Regions from separate parts of the Sus scrofa genome. Here region 1 is linked to region 2. Evidence: chromatin contacts called from public Hi-C data. All regions are on one chromosome and are shown on one strand. The core of a region is the stretch at or near the end of the contact, and the rest is flanking DNA. Distances in the headings are between cores, read along the strand shown. Region 1 holds the start of CHCHD5 (coiled-coil-helix-coiled-coil-helix domain-containing protein 5). Region 2 holds the start of SLC20A1 (sodium-dependent phosphate transporter 1).

Region 1 (4,101 bases), core at 1,055-3,554, 55 kb after region 2:
CAGATAACCTGGCAGCAACCTGGGATTTTGTGCTCAGTGTAGATGAGAAGCCATTCATGAGCTTTCATTAAGGTGTAATGACACTAGTTTTCAGTTCCTTTTTTTTTTTTTTTTTTTTTGCTTTGTAGGGCCGCATCCACAGCATATGGAGGTTCCCAGGCTAGGGGTCAAATCAGAGCTGTAGCTGCCAACCTACACCACAGCCACAGCACTGCAAGATCCAAGCCACATCTGCAACCTACACCACAGCTCACGGCAACGCCAGATCCTTAACCCACTGATCGAGGCCAGGAATCAAACCTGAAACCTCATGGTTCCCAGTTGGATTCGCTTCCACTAAGCCATGATGGGAACTTCAGTTTTCAGTTCCTTAACCCTCTCTCTGGCCACTGCATGGCAGCATGGTAAGAGAGGATTCAGGGAGACCAGGAAGAAGCCTGGAGCAGGTGTCCTGGCAGTGGAGGGGTGGGGGAGATGGCTGGACTAAAGCAGGGGCTGTGGATGGGGCAACAGGGGACCATGGTCTGATGTTCTGGATTCGGGATGCATGGGGAAGGTGTGTGTGAAGCTAAGGATGCCTCCAAGATTTTTACTCTGAGTGACCAGAGGCTAAAGGAGTGGGATGAACTGCCAAGCCCCTAACTTACCTGCGTGGTTGAGGGCGAGTGTGTCGGCTGCACCTGTTCAGCACACTGCAAGAAGCGGCGTACATGCTCTGCGCAGTTGCTCACGGCTGCCTCATTCTGCCGGAGACACTCCTCAAAGGCCTCAAAAGGCTCTGCACAGGCCTGGCGGATCTGACGGATGATTGGGCTGCGAGGGCAGGGCATTTCAGGCTCAGAGAGACTTCCACTCCGATGTCCACCCACCCCCCACTGCCCTGTACTTGCCCACACTCACTGGGAGGACGTGCACTGAGAGATGCTCATCTTAAGGTGATGACAGTCCCGTTGCCATGACTCAGGCTTGGCTGCCACACACTGGCCATACTGCTCCAGCTCTCGGCTGCAGTAGCGGGCAGTGACCTCCAGGGCCGCTTGCCTGTGAGACAGGACAGACTGAGGGTAACTGCAGGCAGCAGGCAAGAGATGGAGTTCTGATCTGAGTCTAGGGTGGGACTGGCATCTTGGACAAATCTGAGAGCCTGAAGGATCCTGGGATAGGGCCAAGGAGCTAGAGAGGTAAGGCATGAGCCTTGGAGGTTGTGGAGTAGGCTCAGAGCTTCAGGGGAGATAGTGGAAGTTCTGAAAAAAAAGGTCTGATTATTCTGAAGCAGACTTTGAAGGTCCTGGACGGCAGGTTTTAGAGTTCTAGCATTCTCTAGTTTCTACCTGGGGATCATGCAGAAAAGCTCGTAGGGCCTTAGAATTAACACCTAGAGTTCCTGGAGAGAACCTGGAAGCCCTAAATGAGTTTGAAAGCCCTAAAAGTGAGGTTTAGAGGTGCAAGGGGTGAGGTCTTAGGTCCTGGGGAAGGGTCTCTTGACCAGACTGTCTTCGAAATGGGGCCAGAGGATTGGGTACTGAAAAGTGAGACTTGAGGCCCTGGGGCGGTTTGGGGGTCTAGGGTAAATCTTAAGTGTCCCACAAATAAGCTCTTCAAATTGGGGAGACAAGATCTGAAAATCCAGAGTGAGATCAGAGGCATCTAGGAACAAGTCTGTGGGCCTTATAGGTGAGGTCTGAGGCAAAGGACAGATTTGGAAGGTTCAAATGGTAAAGTTAGATGAGCCAAGGAGAGGAACTTGGAGCTCTAAGGACGGATCTGGGAGTCCTGGAGGCCCTGAGACAAGTCTGGAATCGTAGGGTTGCAGGGTGAGGACAAGACCCAGGGTTTTCGGGGCAAAACTTGAGCACAGAGAGACTGGATCTAAAAGTCCTTCGTTAGCACCCAAAGAAGGGGTGGAACCTAAACGCTCAGAGGGCGAGGCTTGAACACGAGAACTGGAGCTCGCAAGGGAATGCGCTGAATCACGAGGCTCGGACCCGGGAACAGAGAAGCCAATTCTTCCCGGAATCTTGGCCTAAGTCCAGATCACTGGGGAAAGAGAAGGAGTGCGGGGGCAGGTACAGGGTAGGCGCTCCCGCTACTCACATCTTGAGGCCGAGGCCGAAGGAGGATCAATGGGGAAGGAGCGCTCCGCCTTTTCCGGTATCAGGTTGTCATGGCGGCGCCCAGCTAAGCCCTCCTTATTTCGATTTTTCCGGTTGCAGAGCGGACTAGCAGGCCCGCTCCCTTTAGGCCCAATCTGTCATGGCGGCGCCCTGCCTCTCCTCAGGTCCGGGGCCTGTCATGGCGGCGCCCTGCGTAGCCACTTCCGTCCCTAGCTGGCTCGGGTATTTTAGGCCCTTCCGGCCTACGTGGGCGGTGCGGGGAATTCCCCGGAAGTGCTGGGACGTACAGTGGCGCCTCGGTGCCGAGGCGAGTGCGGCGCTGACTTGGGTGGCTCTTTGAGGGATTTGGCCGCAGCCACACGCGCTCCTAGTCGCCGGACTGGAGCTGATGGAGAGTGGCTGTTGCTGCTGCGGGCTCTCATCAATGCAGCCGTTCGCGGATGCGCGCAGCAGCTGAGTGCTTTAGCTGTCAGCTGCTGGCCGCAGGGAACGGGATCCCTAATGCAACTCTGCGCATGCGCTCGCTCGCCTCTTGCAGACCGTGGTGTGCGCGCGGCTGAGGGGCGGGGAAACAGCCTCCCCAAAAGCTGGACCAGGAGGAGGCCTGGACCTCCTGACTGCTCAGCATGGGTTACCCAGACCGCGTCCCCCACCCCTGGGCATAAACTCTGAAGCCAGCATGAACGTGAGTTTTAATCTTAGCTCTGTGTCACAATGGGGGAGTTACTTCCATGTAATTCTTCCTGGTGGGATGGTTCCACCTCCTCATGTCTTCCAGTGTCTGGCTCCACGTATTTGTCCCTTGGTCAGAGAACTGAGCACCAGTACTGTCTAGTATGCAGAGGTTTTCCCTGACTCCAGCCAAAATGATCATAAAATGTAGTTTGTCGCAGCATTATAGGGGAACAGGTGTCAGTCATTTGTAACCAAGTGATAATTGTTTGGGCAAATTAGGAACAAAAATTGGGTCCTGATGCTGGCTCCCACCTCCCCTCCATAAAGCCAGGCTACTGACACCTGGTTGTGGTGACTGAAAGTGCTGGCACCACTCAAGAACCCAGGTAGCTAATGTCCAAAAGGCTCAAACTTCCCAAAGAGTTTCAGGGAAAGGCTTTTAAAGACAGAGTGAGGGAGGGGGGGGCTATCAGCTGGCGAGACATTCTTCTGATTGGTTGGTGGTGAGGTAATTGGTAGCATCATCAACCTTCTGGTTACAATCAGCTTGGGGTCTACCTGCTCGTGGGCAGCGTACAATTAATTAATTTCTCCCACCTGGTGGGGGTTTCAGTATTTGCAAAATAGCTCAAAGGACATGACTTGAAGTATGGTATATAACCTTTGAGGAAGAACTAAAGGTCTTTGACTTTAATGCCTAAACAATCATTACCTTGTCTTTTTGACACTTTTCCTTTCTTTTTGCATTTTTCTCACTTCTCTGATTGAAATTGACTCTTTGGAATTCGAGGAAGGCCCAGGAGGCTAAAGTTTTTCTGTGGAGAAGAGGCAGGTGGAGGACGTGTGGAGAAGGAAGAGGGCTCTGTTCTGCTCCGTTAAACATATGCTCATCTGTAAAATGGGGGTGATGACAGTGACATTCTTCACATAAGACGTAGTGTACGTGGGAGGTTTAGTATGGAGCCTGGACCCTCACAAGTTTGGGATAAGCAAGAACCGTCGCAGGAGGCTGTGACCTGAACTGCCCTAGTTGGCAACTGACATTTGGTGATTGTGCCATTGGCCATCGGAACCTGCCTCAGATAACACAGGTCGGTTTGGAGCCCTGGACATTGAAGGAAAGCTTTCACCTCTGGGCCCTTGTCTTCTTCCTTCCTGCAAAAACTTCCCAGTGTGTTTTTGATGGGAGAAGAGAGAGAAGGGAACAGCATCAACATCTCTTCTCTTTGGCTTCAAATGTAGACCAAATTCTCAGGTTTTTCCCTCCTGGGAGAGTGAAATCATAACCTGTCCCATGCCCTGCCTCTGAGTT
Region 2 (4,303 bases), core at 585-3,084:
CCACAATAGTGACAATAACAGCTCCTTAACCTGCTGCACCAAAGACTTCCCCAAAACACACTTTAAATTTACTTTAGTCCATCCCTCCAATTTTAAAGCATATACTCCCATAACACAATGCCATGGTCACATGACAAGAATAAAAAACCACTTAGAATTAAACATACCAATTTTTATCAGTTCAGACCACTTGACACCCTCCTGCCCTTTCGCCACCAGGGAGAAACCAATGGTTGCACCAACAATACAATGGGTTCCAGAAATGGGAAGCTTCAAAAACGAAGCCACTAGTTGCCACACAGCAGAACCTGAAACAGGTCAAGTTTTATGAAGAAAATTGCCAAATTACATTTTGTACGCAGGGCATTCCTAAGAAAATAATCTGAAAGACTGAGCACAAGGAGAGAACTACCCCGCCACAGGAAATGTGCTCAGCCATCGTTCAGAGGACAATACAGAAAAAGAACTTACCAAACATCGCGCTGACGGAGCCGGCCATCAGCAGCTCTTGGGTCGCGTTGTACATCTCCACGTCAATCAAGCCCTTCCGGATCGTTTCGCTCACTTTGGCCCCCAGTAGGACGGAGCCCACTGTTTCGAAGATACTAGCTAGGATACAGGCTTGCTTCAGGGTCACTACACCTGATCCCACAGCCGTACCAAAAGAATTTGCTACATCATTGGCTCCCACGGAGAAGGCCAGGACAAATGCAATGATGAAGCCCAGGATAAGCATCCATAGGTAATCTACCAATGGACCAGAAGCAGCAATAGTACTGGTGATCAGCGTTGCCACGGTAGATGCCATTCTCTAGAGTAGTGGTTCTTTAATTTAACAAGAGAATTACTGAGCGGTTTTCGAGATGTGTAAACAGAATATGAGGTATCAAAAATGCTCTAATAAATAATACATATTATATAAAATTAAATACTGTAAACTACGGCACAGAAACCGAGCTGGGGAGTTACTGCTATACGCTGCGTATGGGCATCTGTTGTCTGGGGTTTCTTTGGCTCTGGAGGGCTAGAAGCACGGAGCAGAATTCCATGGCGGAGAAGAGAAAGGACGCAAGTTCATCCTGGAAGAAGAGGGAAAGTAACAATAACGGCGCGTCCTTGGGGGGCTGGCTCCGCACCCCACGCGGGCTCACGCAGGCTGGGGGGGGCCCTGCCGTGCCCACAGCCTGCAATCCGCTGACCCCGCCCCGAACAGGACCAGCCGGCGGCGGGCACGTGGCGCCGGGACCACCTCGGCCCGCGCGCGCCCAGCCCGGGCCGGGCCCCGCGCCGCCAGCCCGCGCGCGCCCTCCGCGCGAAAACCGGAAAAGGGCTGTTCCCGCGCGCGCCGCCCGGGGACCGCCAAAAAGGCCCGCGGGCGGCGGAGCCGCCGGGCGGGGTGGGGGGGGTGGGGGAGGGAGGCAGGCAGCGACGCAAGCAGAACCCCGCCACTGGTACCAGCCCAGCCGGCTGACCCCGCGCCGCAGCGTCCGCGCCGGGCCCCGGGGAGAAGAAAGAGCCTTTCTAAGGCGGCACCGCCACTCACCAGAGGAAACGAGGAGCTGAGCGGGAGACGGAGAGGTCCAGGCGGCGGGCTAGAGCCTCGGACACACGTACCTGCGGTCGGCGAGCACACTGCCCGGGCCCGGAGGCTCGGGGAAAGCTCGGCGGGGGTGGAGGCCCACCCGGGAAACAGCCGCGGGCGCCTCAGCAACCGAGCAAAAGAAGCATGCTGCGCGCGCCGGCAGCCATCATCTAGCGGCGCACGCTGCCGGCCTCTACTTATAGCCCGCGCCGCGCCCCGCGTGACCCACCGCGCCTCGCGCCGGCCCAGGAGCCCCGCCCTCGGGCTGACGCAGCCCCCGCCAGCCCGGCGTGCCCCTCTGGGGGATCCCGACGGCGGCACTCATTGGCCTGTCTGGCGCCGGAGGCCACGCCCCCAGAGGGGAGCCTGTCCACGTGGGGAGGGCCAGCTCGCTCCCTGCGGCCTTGCCCTGGAGCCGTGGCACCGTCTGGCCCTGTAGGCTAGTGATGGGGGCGGCGGGGGACCCTCACCGCGGGGGTCATAGAGGACAAGACCAAGGTTATAGTTACCGCCTCGCGAGCTGAGCTTTACGGAGCAGGCCGCACCTCTAGCAGCACTTTCCGCGCACTTGTGACCTGCAGCATCCGGAGGCCACACCTGGCCGAGTTCCCTCCCTCCCTTCCTCCTGTTGACGCTGCAGGGGAGCTGGCGCCCTGGGGCTCCGGATCCAGTCCTGGCACGTTGTCGCACCTGTGACTTGCCCTTGGCCGGACAGGCACTGTCCCTCGCCGGGGGAGGGAGAGGGCTCACGTGGTCCCCTTGCTCCCGCAGTCATGCACTTGGATGAAAACCGTAAGACTGAGAAGTCACGAGAACCAGGTTGTCTCCCAGTTGTGGCGCAGAGCCACTGGGTAGCTGTGGATCATTAATTTCCCCGTGGCAGACCTCCTGCGTTTTCTGCACCGCGGCTGTGGCCCCGGGGAGAGGGAAGGCTACTGCTTCGGATTCAAATCCTTACTCCTACTTACTGCAAGTGTCACCTTGAGCGACTTCAGATCTCTCTGACTTTGCTCTCAGGAATGTAAATTGTTAACAATCAGTACCTACCTGGTAGCGGGAATTAAATGAGTTAACGTGTGTGAATGTGAGTAGATCTCTGTAGGTGTTCAGTGAATGCTCATTTCCGTGAATATTCCTGTTTTAGAATGTAGAAAAGGATGTGAGGGGTTTTCTCTTTGCCTCCTGGAAGCTTTCCTATTTTCAAGTAAGTTGATTTTTGGCCTTTCTTCATGGTATATAATCTAGTTTTGACATTAATAAGATTTGCTCTGCACATTTGGGGATATTTCATTATTCTGCTTAAGATCAAGACTAAGCAGTCGTGCCAAGGGAGATTAAGGTCTGCTCTCTTGTCAGGGTTGTGGTGGGATTAAAGAATTCCAACCAGAAACACAGCCAGGCTTAGAATGTTCTGGAGCTCTCCCCACCTTTTCCCGTCTCTAGAAGCTGGGCACTGAATAGTGAGAACACAGAGGTTGTAAATCATTGCTGTGTATGGGTCATCTTTGGAGGCTTAACCTCCACCTGAGTATCCTCTGACCTACCTAGCAAATCTGGTGGAGTTATATGAGTAACTTACAAAGCTCTAAGTCCCAAGGTCATGGCCAAAAAAAGAAAGTACATGTCCGGGAGCACTGATCCTGGAGCACAATTTCAATGTAATTCTGGCACCTTCAGTTGTGCTCCTTCCTCCACCTTTACTTTATTTCAAGGTTATAAAAAAAATTAAGGACCGGTCTGTTAAAGGTCCTTAGGGTTCTGCCATTTAAAACAGTAATTTTCAAAGCAGTTGTTTATCAGACAGTTGCCTAGAGCTTTGCCCAACTTGTGTTTTTTTTCATTCTGGTCATTGGCAGTCTTTTGCCAGTCTGTAGTATTAGCCCTTTAAGTTGGCACCCGCTTGTTGGACAGCCTCTGTTGGAGGTGGTGGCGCAGCCATGGTGCATAGCCATCAAAATGAGAGCACAGTTCAGGCCCCTTGGAGTGGGTTGAGGTGAAGGCTGGGGCAGAAATTCAGGAAATTCCCCTTGCAACGCAAATGAATTCTGCAGAACTGGCTCTGGAAAGCTTCTTATCCTTCCTCCTTAGGACAACACTCCCAAGTGCCTCTGCCAATCAGGCTGGGGAGGTGGGAGGTTGGGGGCTGTAAGGGGGGTGGGGGGCTCCTGGCCACCTCACTTGGGGAGAGAGGATCAGTGGGGTACAGCTCTTAGAGACTTGGACTTGCCAAAATTGGGAGAAGTAGAGCGCTGCCTGTGGAGAGAAGTGAGAGTGACTTGAATGTGGAAAGAAAGAGGAAGTCTGAGGTCCACCAGTCATACACAAATGGCACAGGTTCTGACCTTATCTCTGAACATGGGAAAGAAGGCAGAGATCCTAAGCATGATGTTTCTCTATTAGAATCAACTCGTTGGCACACATTCTCTAGGACCCGAGGGAGTCCATTTGATCTAGGAGTTAAACATGGAGGCTGTAAAGCCAAACTACCTGCTCTCCTACCCACTGGTCATATATGACCATGGGCAGGTGAATCCTCTGCCTCAGTTTCCTCCTCTGTAAAAGGGAGAGGTTGAGAGTTCCTACTTGCTAGGGCTGTTGTGAGGACTCGGTGTATGTAAAGCCCTTTGAAAGGATGTCTGATCTATGGCTGGTATGATCGAAGTGCTCTTACCCAATTCAACCACTAGCTGAAGGTCTGCTGTGCAGAGCTCATGTTTATTT

Evidence for each region. A called contact is a pair of places that touch in the nucleus more often than the background predicts.
Region 1: a contact with region 2 is called in a Hi-C map of skeletal muscle, with 4 times the contacts expected there. The contact joins the promoter of CHCHD5 here to the promoter of SLC20A1 in region 2. A contact is called at or near these places in 7 of 47 Hi-C or Micro-C datasets (heart right ventricle, liver, mesenteric adipose tissue and 1 more) and 2 of 2 datasets of contacts at active chromatin or transcription factors (alveolar macrophages and skeletal muscle).

The regions. Positions count from the first base shown.
Region 1 is chr3:43,913,446-43,917,546 of Sscrofa11.1, forward strand. It overlaps CHCHD5 (coiled-coil-helix-coiled-coil-helix domain-containing protein 5), which reads right to left and starts at 2,305. Exons shown (of 4, transcript XM_021087024.1): 1 at 2,095-2,305; 2 at 901-1,041; 3 at 648-813. The coding sequence starts at 2,096. It overlaps LOC110259964 (a long non-coding RNA gene), which reads left to right and starts at 2,445. Exons shown (of 2, transcript XR_002342486.1): 1 at 2,445-2,799.
Region 2 is chr3:43,858,713-43,863,015 of Sscrofa11.1, forward strand. SLC20A1 (sodium-dependent phosphate transporter 1) reads right to left here and starts at 1,835. Exons shown (of 11, transcript XM_021087023.1): 1 at 1,544-1,835; 2 at 472-1,079; 3 at 168-308. The coding sequence starts at 808.